2 separate regions of the Triticum aestivum genome follow, and region 1 is linked to region 2. The links are chromatin contacts, called in public Hi-C maps. All regions are on one chromosome and are shown on one strand. The core of a region is the stretch at or near the end of the contact, and the rest is flanking DNA. Distances in the headings are between cores, read along the strand shown.

The links. A called contact is a pair of places that touch in the nucleus more often than the background predicts.
Region 1: a contact with region 2 is called in a Hi-C map of leaf, with 3 times the contacts expected there. The contact joins the promoter of LOC123078105 here to the enhancer-like site in region 2. A contact is called at or near these places in 2 of 5 Hi-C or Micro-C datasets (both in leaf).

What each region holds. Positions count from the first base shown.
Region 1 is chr3D:171,709,302-171,715,968 of IWGSC CS RefSeq v2.1, forward strand. LOC123078105 reads left to right here and starts at 4,584. Exons shown (of 6, transcript XM_044500504.1): 1 at 4,584-4,815; 2 at 5,155-5,205; 3 at 5,346-5,397; 4 at 6,057-6,115. The coding sequence starts at 4,744.
Region 2 is chr3D:171,338,054-171,345,573 of IWGSC CS RefSeq v2.1, forward strand. No RefSeq gene overlaps it. Among protein-coding and RNA genes, the nearest start is that of LOC123078102, 86 kb to the left of the region's middle. Within about 2 kb of position 1,693, at least 4 of the 8 cell types and tissues checked have an H3K27ac peak or open chromatin away from gene starts, as enhancers often do. A contact at or near this core is called in leaf, where this site is marked.

The DNA of each region.
Region 1 (6,667 bases), core at 3,334-5,833, 370 kb after region 2:
GGCCGGGGCCTGCTGGTCCCCCCTATCTCCGCCACTGCAAACAGAGTTTTTTTTTGAACAATCATCGGGGGAGAGGATCCCGACCTGTATATATTATTCAAAAGGCCCAACGGGCAAGTTATATCATGGGTTACAGCGAGAGGATAGGTATAGGTGTCAAGACACGGCAGCCTCCCTACTGACGGGGTCCTTAAACCTAAAGGCCCAAAGCGTGAAATCCAAGATAATGTTCCGAAGAATATCTAGGGGTGTGTGTTGTTCATTGTGAAAGACACGAGCGTTCCTGGAGTCCCATAGTTTCCATAGTATGGCGAAGGCGACGGTGGGCCAAATGGTACAAGCGTGTGTGTGTGTTTTTTTTACGCAAGACTGGTACAAGCGTGTAACTCAATTGGGTGAGTTAGTGGGCCTAAGGTAGTCTGGGCCGCAGCCTGTGAGTGGAAGATGGGAGTATATCAATGAGCATCGTTGGAGATTTCTCAAGGAAAAAAGTGAGCGTCGCCGGATCGGGGTTCGCGGCGGTGGCGTTGTGGCAAATAGTGAGTGCAAGGCCCCTTGGACAACCACCCCTTGGACACTGCCTTGCCTCTGAGGGTGGCAAATGGTGATTTGCTACAATGTACTGAAGAAGTAGTAGACTTACACTGGTCGGTGCAAGGCCATACTTTCAAGTATGATTTCAACGCCATTGCTCTGGGTGGGTATGATTTGATCTTAGGCAGACCACCTTGTGTCGGCGATTCGGCCTTCCGGCACGGCGTCCGCATTTACTTCCTTGAAGTGTGTATGGTTTACTTCCTTGAAGTGTGTATGGTCGTTGGTAGCATCTCCTCGTTTGTTGGATCATCCCTAAGCTACCACCCATCGTACAAGCATTCTACCCTTCATGGCATGGCGATGGCAGCCGTTTCCTCGCCCTGACTACCTTCCCATTCTCGGTGATGCAGATGGCGCCATGGGCATCACGTTTTTGTTATCCGGTCCTCCTTCTCTGGTGGTGTGAGGCGTTGGTGGTGGTGAAGTGCTAGTGGCCTCATGCTTTACCGTGGAGGATATGCGATGGTAGAGGCGTGAGCTATGGTCAAGGACACCTTCGAAGTCAAGGTTTGATGTTGTCTTGGATGGGGCCGAGGCTCTAGTATGCATATGGAGCCAGATGCACCAAGAGGCCTTGGCCAGCGAGGGGAAGGGTCATCCTCCCGTGGGGTGAACAAGCCACGCCTCCCCCGTTGTCTCACGGGAGATGATACTCTTGTGGGTTGGGTCTACATCCCTTGTATTGACGATCCCTGCTCTAACTCCAGGGACTGGAGGGTGGAGCATGAGGAAGCAGCCTAAGGGATTTTGAGGCTGGGCACCACCCTCTCGTCCTAAGCTGAAGATGGTGGTGAGAGTAGCACTAGAGGGATTGTTGCTGACAAAGAAAGCCAAGTCACGGACTTCCACATACCTTGTTTTTCTTTCAGAACGCGCATGAGAACATCACATCGTATCAGTAAGAGAGAAAAAGGAGTTGATGATTACATCATGGGTGCCCGCAGGCAATCCAAAACCCAGAACTCACGTACAATAAGCGCGCGCGCACACACACAGCTGCCACTCTCGCCTACCCACATTTCAACGTTTGGCCTATTTGATATCCATGTTAGTTGACATAGCCTTCATTCGTAGTTGATGATTGTCGTTAGCCCACTTCTCGCAATGGACACCTTGTTGAAAACCCTGTGATTCCTTTCCTTCCATATGGAGTGCTGGTAAGGATGAAGAAAGACTTCATATCCTTTCTCTACGCCGCAGAGATAGCACTACTTGAAGTCGTCCACCAATCCACCAGCATGCTCTGACTCGAAGGAGTGAACCTTTCCCAACTGTTGGCATGAAATGCATCGAACCACACTACACATGTGAAGGAGCATTGCATCAGCAGGTGATCCAAGGTCTCAGGCTCCTGCAAGCACATTGAACAACACTGCTAGTGTGGTAGGACCCTTCTCATGAACCGATCGAATCCGACATTTGTTCACTACAAGTGAAGAGTGTGAGTGGTTGATGGTTGGGTGCTGGTGATTGCCCAAATGTGTATAGTGTAGCCACAAGGCTCCATTCATTATTACAATGGCTTTTCAAGGCTATAGAAATATCGTTTTTTGGTTTTTAGGGTGTAATATCAAATTTTCAATGCAATATTTAGTTGGAACTAGTAAAAGAGATCGTGTGTTACAATGGGGTGACGAATTTGCCACTTTGAAATCAAGCCACCGAGAATATAATACCTATAATGATGTACCCAGGGAAGAGCATCTATGTCTTCTTGACATCTTCAATATTATCTCCATCCCATTTGAGAAACTCGTGCACGTCCATATCCTTGTCATATGAATATCTTTGGAATCCATCCTCCCCTCTTTAATACAACCCCAAGATAGCCCGTACAATTCCGTTTAATTGTCTACCCTTCCTTTAATACACCCCAAGACAGCCCACACATTCCTTTTAATTGTCGAAATGCATCATTCCTTTAATGCCCCAATGACAGCCCTCAATTTCGTTTCATCCCTTTTGGTCTTGTTAATATTTAGGTAACCTACGGAGTATATAAACCGATAGGAATCCTCCTAAAGCGGCAAGGTGGGATAATTTCACATCCATATATTAGCCCAGTTGGTTGGAACTATCGGGGCACGAGGGGAGGTTGTGAGTTCAACCCCTACGACCATTTATTTTTCACCACTCCATAATCAACATAGAAGGCATGGAGCGGGCCCAACTTATCCCACGCGCTCGGGCCAATGAACGAACTCTGTGGGAACCAAAGGCCCAACGAAACAAATCGTTTTTTATCACTTGGTGGCCAGAAGAAAAAAAATTAGTACTACCTCAAAAAGTAAAAATTCTTCGAAAAAGTCAAAATGATAATATGGGTGAACACACTATATAGACATGCGGGGTAGGAGTACTGTATATGTGTTTTTTTTTATTATGATGAAAAAAACATGCCAAAGTTCCTTATTTTTAGAGGAAACATTTTTTTAGCAAAAGCAGCATCAGGCCAATCTTGGCGACACTTTTTTGTTGCCACAATCATCTATACACCGACCTACTGAAAAGATTCCTGATTTCTCAAAGTTCCAAGACCAGAAATCCTCCACATTGCGGGTACAAATAGGAATATGCATAATTGCCAAAGCATCATATGGTAGAAAGACCTGCCTGATAACCTCGTTGTTCCATTTGGTGTTCGAGATTCAAGTAGTTCTGAAACAAGCTGCGGTAGGTGAATCACAAGCGAGATGATTGGACACATATTTTCCTGTCTTGGGATGGAGTTGAAGTTTCATATTTCAGTGGTTGTACCATTGCCAATTCGCCTAACCAGCCCGTGTTTAAGGGTATCACGCCCCTTAATGATTGCTCTCTAAATTTGTGATGGATGAGTCCTAAGTGCTGCATTCACAAAATGAACTTCTGGGAAGTACACTGCCTTCAGTATTCTTGCACTTAACAAATATGGATTCTCTAGGATTCTCCAAGCCTGCAAGAAGCACAAGATTGAAAATTTCAAAGTCCTTGAAATCCAGACCCCCATGTATTTAGGCATGCTCATCGTGTCCCATGACACCGAGTATGGCTTGCGTTGATCTCTTTTCCCCATCAAAAGGCTTTGATAATAGATGTGAGGTGTCCACACAAACCCCTTGACAGTTTAAAACAATACATTGAAAGTTGGGGCGTTTGGAGTTTTAGTTAATGTGGCTCGTTGGCATGTGAAAGCTAGGGTGCTAGACTCCAGATGTGTGTAGTTCTGCGTTTTTCTATCCAGTGTCCTCGCCTGTTGTAGGTCTAGTCATACATTTTCCCCTCGCTTCCCTTGTTGAGGTGAGGGGGGGGGGGGGGGTTGTATCGTTTGGAACCTTGCTAGTGGTTTTGCTACGTTTTGGGTTGTTTGCTAGTCTTGTTAATGAAATCGTGAAGAAATTTCTTTCATTAAAGAAAACATGAAATTGAATAGACCGAAAGCTTGTGCAACTGATTTTTAGGGGAATCATGCTTAAATCTTTTTTTCAAAACATAGTACATACATAGGCGCTTATATATACGTGCATACACTCACCTCTATGAACATATACACACACACGCTATCTCTATGAGCACCTCCGAAGGACTAAGCCGGCATATCATCTTAAGATTGACGAAGTCATCACAGGCACCTCGTAATCGACGAAAACGTCTTCTTCCAGTGAACACGCATCACCGAAAATATTAAAATAAATCCAGAATAAATGCGAGCACCAGGACTTGCTGGTGAGCCGGGAATACCACTGTTCTCCATCACGGGTTGGTTGGCACTTTTTTTTTTGGAGCGACTGGTTGGTTGGCATTTTTTTTTTTTAGGCAAGGTTGGTTGGCACATGGTTAGCATGCTCTCAGAGCTGTAGGGACGACAAGATCAGCCTGGCCCATTAACATGACAGGCTGGCCTTGACTGTGGCAACTGGCCTGGCCCGATCCGGCTAAGGCCGAAGAATCACGACTTGGAGGCGAAGAAAGAAGAAATCGGACGGCTGCGGCTAGGCGGTGGTCGAATCGTGACCGCTCCAAAATCGAAGGGTTTTAACGAAGGGGGCTCGTTCGGTTTTGTTTCCTGCGGCTGCGGCGACAGGTCAGACAGAGCTTCCCTTCCTCCCGCTAGCTCGGGGCGGATCCATCCACCCGGCGGACCATCTCTGATCTCTCGCGGGCGCCATGGCGGAGCACGCCGCCCCGGAGCTACCCAAGAGGTGCCACCACTGCGCAGGGCCCCTCTCCAAGGACATGGTACGGTGACTTCCTTCTCCCCCTTCACATCGTCTTCCGCCGCCGCTGCCGTCGCCGCCGCTATAGTTTTCCATCCCTTTGTAGATTTTGTAGTGTTGAATCTTCGTCTAGGTTTGCACCTATGATGACTATTGCTTGTATGCTGGTTCGTGTTCAGCTATGTTTGTGTTTGCTAATCAAACGCCCGTTGTTGTATTATTATTTTTGGACTGATGTAACTCATGCATTTTTGTGCTGTTCTTGTCTGCTTGTACTGATGCGAGCTTATACCGTTATAGCTTCCTTCTAAGGCAACTTATGTGGTCAATTGCGCTAATGCGTGTTTTTGGGTTGATGAAGGAAACTAGCAGCTGGACCGTCACTCCATTGGTTCGAGATAGCTTCTCAATGGTTTGTTCCGTCGCCTTTCACTGCTCACCAGTGCAAGTTATTCGTCTTTTTAGTCCAAACTGGAAACTTTCCAAGCATTGCCTTCTGTTTTGTGCTTTCCACCCCTGTACTAATATATAAATATGGCCATATTGGAGCAGATTGGTTCCGCTGTTGGGGGCACTGCAGGCGCATTTTATGCATTTAATCATGGTATGCTGGCTACCATTTTGATCAATGAGTGATTGATACATCCAGCACTTCTAAATTTTCAGTTACTTAAAAGATGCTGTGTATTTGCTGCGTGACAATTTCGTATGTTATGCCCAATAGTTTTGCTTTCTTCATCTTGTGTTGGATGAATTATACATAGTGTTCAGTTTGAGATTCTATAACATCTTATGCAGCACACCACCTTGTTTGTCTGGTTGTAACTTGTGAGTTGTGTTGCTAGTTTGCATTGTAATACCTGTCATTCATCTTATAGGATCCTCAATAGCATTTCAAATCTTGTGAAAATATTCAGATATCATCTTATAGGATCCTCAATAGCATTTGAAATCTCATGAATATATTCAGATATGCATGTACCTTGTTGCTGTATCAAAAATGATTATTAATGTTCTTGTAAAATACCTCCCTGTACATGCCTACATGCATGGATTTTTTTCTCCCGGCAATACACATGATATTGGCTCAACTTTATTTACATGAAGTGGATTTACCTTCTTGGTATTTTGTTGCAAAGGGATCTAGAATGAAATCGCTTAACTTTTTATGCCATTTTTTAATTATGCTATTATACAATTATATATACTAAATAATAATATTATCTTCAGATTAGCATTAACTTTGGATTATTTTTTATGTAGCTATGCCTGTTGTTCGGCGTTACATAAAAGGGCCAATGTGGATGCATTTTCTTGTTGGTGTAAGTACAATGTCCATTTTCCCTTTTTCATATGTTGATATTATCTTATGCATGTTCTTTTTAGCATGAATTATTTGGAATGATGCAGTCCAAGATGTTCTTTTATCACTTGATGGGTACATTTATATGCTCTAATGATCATCCACTGCCCAAACAATTCACACTGATAACATTGGAACCTGCAACAACAACAAATCCTTTCATTCCCAAACAAGTTGGGGTTGGCTAGAGTTGAAACCCATAAGATCTCGAAACCTTGTCATGGTTCTGGCATGTGGATAGCATCACAATCCTCCTTCTTTACCCAGGCTTGGAACCGGCTATGTTGAGAGAAAATAGGTGGATTTTTTTTTGACATGTCATCAAGATCTAGTTTTCTTGAAATTTCTTTAAGCACGCATCAGTCGTGTAGTCTGGTATGTAAACATAGCACTGAATATTCACTGTGCCAATGTGCTGAGTTTCATACCATACCATACATCAGCAAGTTTTATTACTGGGAGGGGTTCCCCAGATTAGCATTGCTTGAGAATACAGCCAGCTACAGTTGCA
Region 2 (7,520 bases), core at 443-2,942:
GTTGGACTATAAAACCCCCGGGAGCCCACGATCATTCGGAGGAGCGAGCGAGAGGACTAGCCACAAAACAGCAACACCGGAGAGAAGGAGCAGCCCAAGCCTTGGCCAGCTTCCTTCCTCCTCCATACAGCTTCAGGAGCAACATTGTACTATCGATCATCCAACTACACTCGGCAGGACTAGGGGTATTATCTCTCGGGAGAGCCCCGAACCTGGGTATGTCCGGCGTCCCGCGCTCGCTCATGCCAACCTCGCCTCTGGAGTCCACCAGCGCCCTCGAGCCTCCTCCTCTCTTTAGCCATCCCTTGGCATCTGCCGTGCGCCCACCACGACAATGATAGTGTTTGAGTTCGTGCATGCCATTGGTTGACCTCGATCCGCAACATAAAACATGTTATGTTGTGATGGGTTTGCATCAAACTTGATCGATGATGTGATGCCTTTTGCATGAACTACCCATGTTTTAATTTAAATATCTCGATCCGTGAAACTTTAGCTTGTTAACCATTTTTATTTATTTATGTTTATCTTCAAATATTTGAATGGTTGATGATATATTGTCCAATTGTTTGTACTTCACGCGGCTAGGCTAAAAGAATACTCCTCTAATTTGGTTAGCTATATACTTCTTTATTCTTTTAGGTATCGGTTGGAAATGTTTTTGTTTTTCCATAAATCGGCTCCGACGGCGGCGTTGAGCTGTAGGTAACATTTTTCTCAAGGGTTTGTTGATTACTCACTTTTTGTTTAGTGAAACTTGTCAAATTATTTTTGTGCTCCCCTAGCTTAGTCATGATGTATTCTGTTTTCCCCGAAATTGTTGCCAATGGTGTGAACCGCCAGAACAAACGTAATAAGCTAAACTTTGGTTCATTTCGTTTAGTAAATCAATTTTACGAGGTACCAACCACATACGCCCTATGGCTGCATGGTAGATTAAGCACTGACTAGTTCTGTACACCGCATAAAAAGGCTGGCTTTGGTGGAAGCTCTGATCCGAGCCACATAATTAAACCCCAACTGATTTCGACGTATCAAAATCCATTAGCGCAGGGGCCAGGACCCACCTTGACCGGCAGCCCCCACGAGCCACGTGACTGACATGGCACACAAAGACAATCCAGACCATATGTTCGTTGCAAGCACAAGTGCCATTTTCACATGGAATCGGGTCACTTTTGTGTAGGACCCGACCCGGAGGTGCTTTCTTGCACCACGCGGGTTTCCGTGGATCAGGGTGAAAGAGAGAAAAGAACGGAGAGTGGACGATCTGCACACGGGGCATCTGCACCCGCTTTCTAAAAATGTACTTTTTACGTGTTTTGTAATGTCCAAAAATTCTAAAAACAAATTATGCATACATGTTGGCAAAGGTATATTCACGGCACAAAGTTTTGTGTAAAAAAGTATTTTTGTTTTGTCTCAGTAAAAAGACAAATTTTACTGCTTCTAAATAGCGTTTCACGGCACAAAATTTTATCTTTTTTCACAGGCTACAAAAAAGTTGTTTTTTGTGAAACTTTCTGCACACACATAGAATAAGGAGATGCCCGCATGCATCTTTTTTCAGAATTTTTTAACATTGCAAAGTGTGTTTTATAAAATGGGTTCATATGTACCCGGGTTTATTCATGCACTCTCTCGGAAAGAACACAACCTTTTCCTTCTCGCTTGTAGAGTCACTTGGACCGTTCAACGCTAGAGAGTAGAGACGCTGCTCTCAACTACCAAAAGTATACTATATTCCTGCTGAGTGCTGCCGCTGCAAGTGTCGACGAATGGATAATCGGCCGCATGTCACCAGGGGAAAAAGGCCGAGGACTGAGGGCATTTTGGGGCAGACAGAATTAACATGTTATTCCACCGAGAGCCTTGGATTTGCAAGTGTGCGGCTCTATGGTGCTGCCTCGCCACCACGGAACTTGTTTTCTTTTCCTTTTTGAACTTGCCAGCAAGGAACTTCATTACTTCAGGGAATTGGTGTTTGATTTAGCCATGAAACATGGAGTGCCAATATAAAAACACACACCCATATTTCTTTTCTTCGTATAATGAAAAGATCCCAGCTTCGCGTTTCTCAGCTCAAAAAGAAGGCCATCAAGTCAACTTACTGTTGGCAAGTGGTGAAGGATATGCATGTTTTTTTTCTTTTGAGAACAATGAAGGATTTGCATGTCGTTCCCCTTGCATAAGAGCGTCTCTGGCAGATCCCGCAACTCACCGCCCTGAAAAAATGTTTACGGGAGACGTTTTTTGCAGGATGTCGGGCGTGCAACCAGAGTAGATCCTGCAAATTTAAACGATGAAAAAGGGTTCCCCGCTCTGTATTACAAAGCAACCATCACCGATACAATCAACGATAGGTGCTGGGATGGACACAACACAGGTACGCAAAAAAACGAAAGAGGAAATACAAAATGAACAGATGCCGACAACGGCGATCAATACAAACAAAGAAGCCTCGCGACCGCTGCAACCACCGGAGATCTCACACCAAGCTCCTAGGCCCCGAAGCGCCGGTACCAAACAACACCTTCAAGAAGGGACGCGGCGATAACGACGCTGCTGCCGAGGGTTTCCCCCGGTACGCGGCGAGGAGAGAGGAAGGGTAGCCCCCGACACCCTCCAAGAAGGTCTGATGGCACCCTCAAGCGCCACCGCGTCGTTGTCGGCCAGGCCGACAAGGATTTCTCCCGATCCCAACCTTCCCCCCGAGCACTCCGGAGCTCGCAGGGCCTAGATGTGGGCCGGGGGCACACCATCGGCCACCCCGCGCCACCAAGCCGCCCCGCCGCCAAGGAGCAGCGCCGCCACCTCGCCTGCCGCCGGCCACCGCCGCCTGGTCGCCGGGCCGCTGCGTAGCCGAGCATCACCGCCGCCGCCCCCTACCACGGAAAGGGAAGTCTCGTGCAGGGGTACAGGAGGTCCCGCCGCCGCCAACACCACGCGGGCCAGAGCCGGGGGTGCCCGCCGACGGCGGCGAGTGGGGAAAGGAGGAGGAGGGAGGCTGAAGGGGGGAGGAGCGCTCGCCGGCCTGGCCGCCTCCCGAGGAGGCGGCGCTAGGGCAGGATCGGGAGAGGGGCACTCTACAAATTAAACATACTAGTTCACGCTAAAACATCTTGCCTGAGTTCATCACAAGCATAGCATAGCATAGGGAAGTTCATCACACACATAGCATAAGGGACTTTTAGTACAAACCAAAATTAAAACTACCGAAATTAAACACGCATATCATAGATCTACTTGTCGCCGGAGTCGTCAGAGCCGTCCTCGTGTGGCGGCGGCTCGTTGCCGTGAAGGGTGTGGTAGCTCAGGGAGCTGAAGAGCGTCTGGTGGAGTTGGTACTCCTCCCGGAGCTCCAGCAGGCGCGCAGCCGCAGCTGCATCGCCGGCTATGGCGGCCCCCCTCGCCCGCAACCATGCGGTCGCGACCACCCGGAGCCGCTAGAGGGACCGGTCGAAGAGCCTCCCGAGACGCCGGAAACTCGCCCATGCCTGCGAGCCGGCGCTTCGGGACTTCGCGTTGCGGGTGCGCGCCGCCTCCCTCTACCTGCCTGACACGGTAGGGCATAGGGAGGAGCTGTCGGCCTCGTCGTCGTTGCGTCGCTTGCAGCCGGCGAATCCACCACGGCCGCCGAACTACCCGCGGCACCCGAACCCGCCGCGGCAGAACCCCTGCCACCTCCACGCCTGGAACCCATGGGTGACATCTCCGGCAAGATCCGGCAAGAAATGCGAAGGAAAAAGTGGCCGAAAGAGAAGGGATTTGACGCCGGAGGGAGGAGCTATGCAGCGGAGGAGGGAGGGGGATTTGGGGGACGGGAACCCTAAACTACGCTGGCGCCCGCATATATGGAGCAAATGGAGGCGGTTTACGGGCCTCCTCTAAAAATTTTACGGGTCGGGCCCTTTTCAACGGATCTGATCGGGCCAACTTTTACAACAAGCGTCCCGCAAAAAAGAAAATACTTTTACAACAAGCGCTCTTGCTGCCAGCAAACATGGACTGCGATACAACTTCTGAACACGAAATGGGCTGCGAAAAAACTTCATGGTTTGTTACCTGCAGGAGCTATATGTCGCCCATTCTAATTTCTATTACGGCTCGCCTACGACGCAACCGGATTTCGGCCGGATCAATGATGTAGCTGCACGCGAGTTTTTTCAATTGTTTTTTTTACTGTTTTGCCATGTTTTCTTCTGTTTTGTTGGCTTTCTTTGATTTTTCTTTTTTTCCTTTTTATGTATTTTTTACTTTCTCAACGCATGTCTATTTCTTTCTTACAGATTGTATGTTTTTCTTCTACACCAGTAACAATTTTTATACACGTTTAACATTTTTCCAAATACATGATTAACACTTTTTTTTTGAAACATTGATTTTGATGTCCACTTTTTTTTTCATACACATTGTATATTTTCTATATACATCTAAAAATAATACATACATTTATTATTTTTAAACACATGATTAATTTTTTTCAAATATTTGTTTTGAACATTTTCTTGAAAACATGTTAAACATTTTTCATATACACGTTGAAACATGTATGATCCGGGTTTTTTAAACTGCGATATATTGGATATTTTTTTAAATGACCGAAATTTTATTTCAAACGTATGTACATTTTGTTGAATGATACATACCATTTTTTCAGTTACACGATTCAACATTAAGTAACATTTAAAAGAAATGCCAGTATATTTTCTGAAGCACGTGAACATTGTTTTAATTTAACATAGATTTTCCAATTGTACTAGTCCCTCTGATCCAATCAGAGGAAGTACCATTTTCAAAAATCTGAGCAAACATTTTTTACACCACATTTACATTTTGAAATGTGAGCCGAACACTTTAAAAAATAACTAATTTATTTTCTCATAGTATATGTATTTAGTATTTTTACCCAAATGATAAGTGTCATACATGTGGCACGAAGCAATCCGGTCCTGACGTTTTTTATAATCAAAGTTGCCATTCAAAAAAAAACAAACAAAAAGAACGAAACTTGCTATTCGAAAAAGAAGTTGCCATCCTCGCATCACTAAATTTACCTTTAAAACGTTCGGAGTTGCCATGTGTTCATGCCACACGCGTGACACTTATCAGGGTCCTTTTTAAATATAAACAGAAGAAAAAAAATGCGAGGAGACCTCGGTTACTGGGCAGCCCACTACCGTCTCCTGCAGGTGACGCGGTCTTCTGTCCCGTATAAAGCGAGACATAGACTCGCTCGTTTGTTACTTCAGTCATCTCTGGTGATTAGCAAAATGTCCGTTGCCCATGGTGGACGTACGACACCACTACAATATGACGTTGGATGACAAATGTTCGATGTGTGGAGGGACTCTTGGAGGCATTCACTCATTGAGTGGAACGTGGTGTGATGTCTGTGGGCGTTAGCGGATGAGAGTTTGATGGAGCATATATAGGAGTCTTCAAGCGACTTCATCTCCACCATGATTAAGACATTGAGACATGACGAACGGGAAAATATAAGGTGCTACGGAAGCACCTAAGTTTAGGTGCTCCAAGAGCTTCTCGGCCATTGGATCTGAAATCCAATGATCATCTACATATGCGCTGGACCCGATTTGCAATATCAAAATTTTGGAGGTGTTTTCTGAATAAAAGCGTGAGCTCTCTCCTCGGCCTTCGGATCTCAAATCTAACGGTTGAAAAGCTCCTGGAGCACCTAATCTTAGGTGCTCCCGTAGCACCAGATATCCTCCCCATGACGAACAAGTCAAATGCTTCCTCACATTGTGGGCTACTCCCTTCATTTTTATTTACTCCGCATATTAGTTTTGGTCAAAGTCAAGCTTTACAAACTTTGACAAAGTTTATAAACAAAAATATTAACATATACAATAACAAATCAATACCATTAGGTTGAATGTACTTCCACATCATATAAATTTGTTATGCTAAATATTTATATTCTTTTCTATAAATTTGGTCAAACTTTATAAAGTTTGACTTCAATCAACTCTAATATGCGGAGTAAATAAAAACGAAGGAAGTGTTTGAAACGGCCGACGTCAAGTAATACATGAATAAAATTCCTAGTCATGACTCTTGGTTCATTTCTTCTTTCAGAGCTATATCAGTGACTTAGACTTGGTGAAGCATAAGAGAGAGAATATCATACTTGTGGCGGGGTGGGCAAACTGGATTGCACTTCCCCTAGAGTGATTAAATTTGAGGTCGACGCGACAGTGATAAAGAATCAAAATATGGGAGGGGGGAGGGGGGGGAGGGGTCTATAGTTGTTAGTGACAGGGGACAATCATGGCCATTACCTGGGAGCTTCCACAATTTTTTTTAGGGAAGAACTGACCTCGAGATGCTAGAAGTTCTCGCTTGCAATGAAGCCCTATGCCTTGTAAAGGATATCCCTCCTCAGCAGATTTTTGTCGTGAGCGACTGTCAACAAACAATCCCAAGTTTGAAGGGGGAAATTTTGTTGTTGAAGATCCTTGCGTTGCGCTCGTTCCATAGCTCCCAAGACACAAACTTGTTTGTGTAATCTTATGCGACAGTTATCATGGCCAAAATCCGGTGCGAGGCGAGGAATTAGGGGCTTGCGGGCACAACTCATTTGTGTAACCTTATGTCTGGAGAGTAGGCTTTTGTATTACCGGCTGCTTGCCCTAGGGCGGCCAAACTTGTTTCTAAACTCTCTCTTAATTAATGAGTGCGGCAAGTCTTTTGCCCTTTTAAAAAAAGTTTGAAGGGGGGATGGTATTACTCCTGGAAAGGATGTTGTATAGCATTTGCCTGTAAGTGCTCTCCGTGTTGTCTGTTTCATGTGCGCTTCACGCTGTTGTCTCCCTCGCGCGCGTCTGATCGTCTGATCTTCACGAGCGCTGCTCACCCAACCGATTTTCCTCGGGGGGTCCATGCCGCATAGGCCGCGAGTGTTCGCGGGGCCACCTCTTTGTGGCATTTTGCGTTGCACCTTCAAGTGCTGCGTGAGGCGAGTCGGCAAGCCGGTGTCGTTAGCCTTCTGTCAGCCTACTTCATTTTTGCGAGTGTCATGTGTGGAGCCTACTTGGTTGTGCATGCGCGTGCCAGACAGCTCATGGCGTTGGCCTCGCACCGCGCGTGCCACCTCACGTGTTCCAAAGGCGCCTGCTTGGGCTCTCTACCCACACGGATGTTCGGTTCCCCTGCCTGGGCTTATTTCTTATTGTCGTGTAGGCTGTTAGGATGCCCCGTTGGCCTAGCCCCTCATGTGTCGTCTTGATACGTCTCCAACGTATCTATAATTTTTTATTGTTTCATGCTATTATATTATCAATCTTGGATGTTTTATATACACTTTCATGCAATTATGTATCATTTTTTGGAACTAACCTATTAACTTTGTGCCCAGTTGATGTTTTTTACTTGTTTTTGGTTTCGCAGAATATCAGTACCAAACGAAATCGAAATGCCACGAAACTTTTCGGAGATTTTTTCTGGACAAAAGAGACACTAGAAGCTTCGGGAGAAGACGAGATGATGAAGCGTGG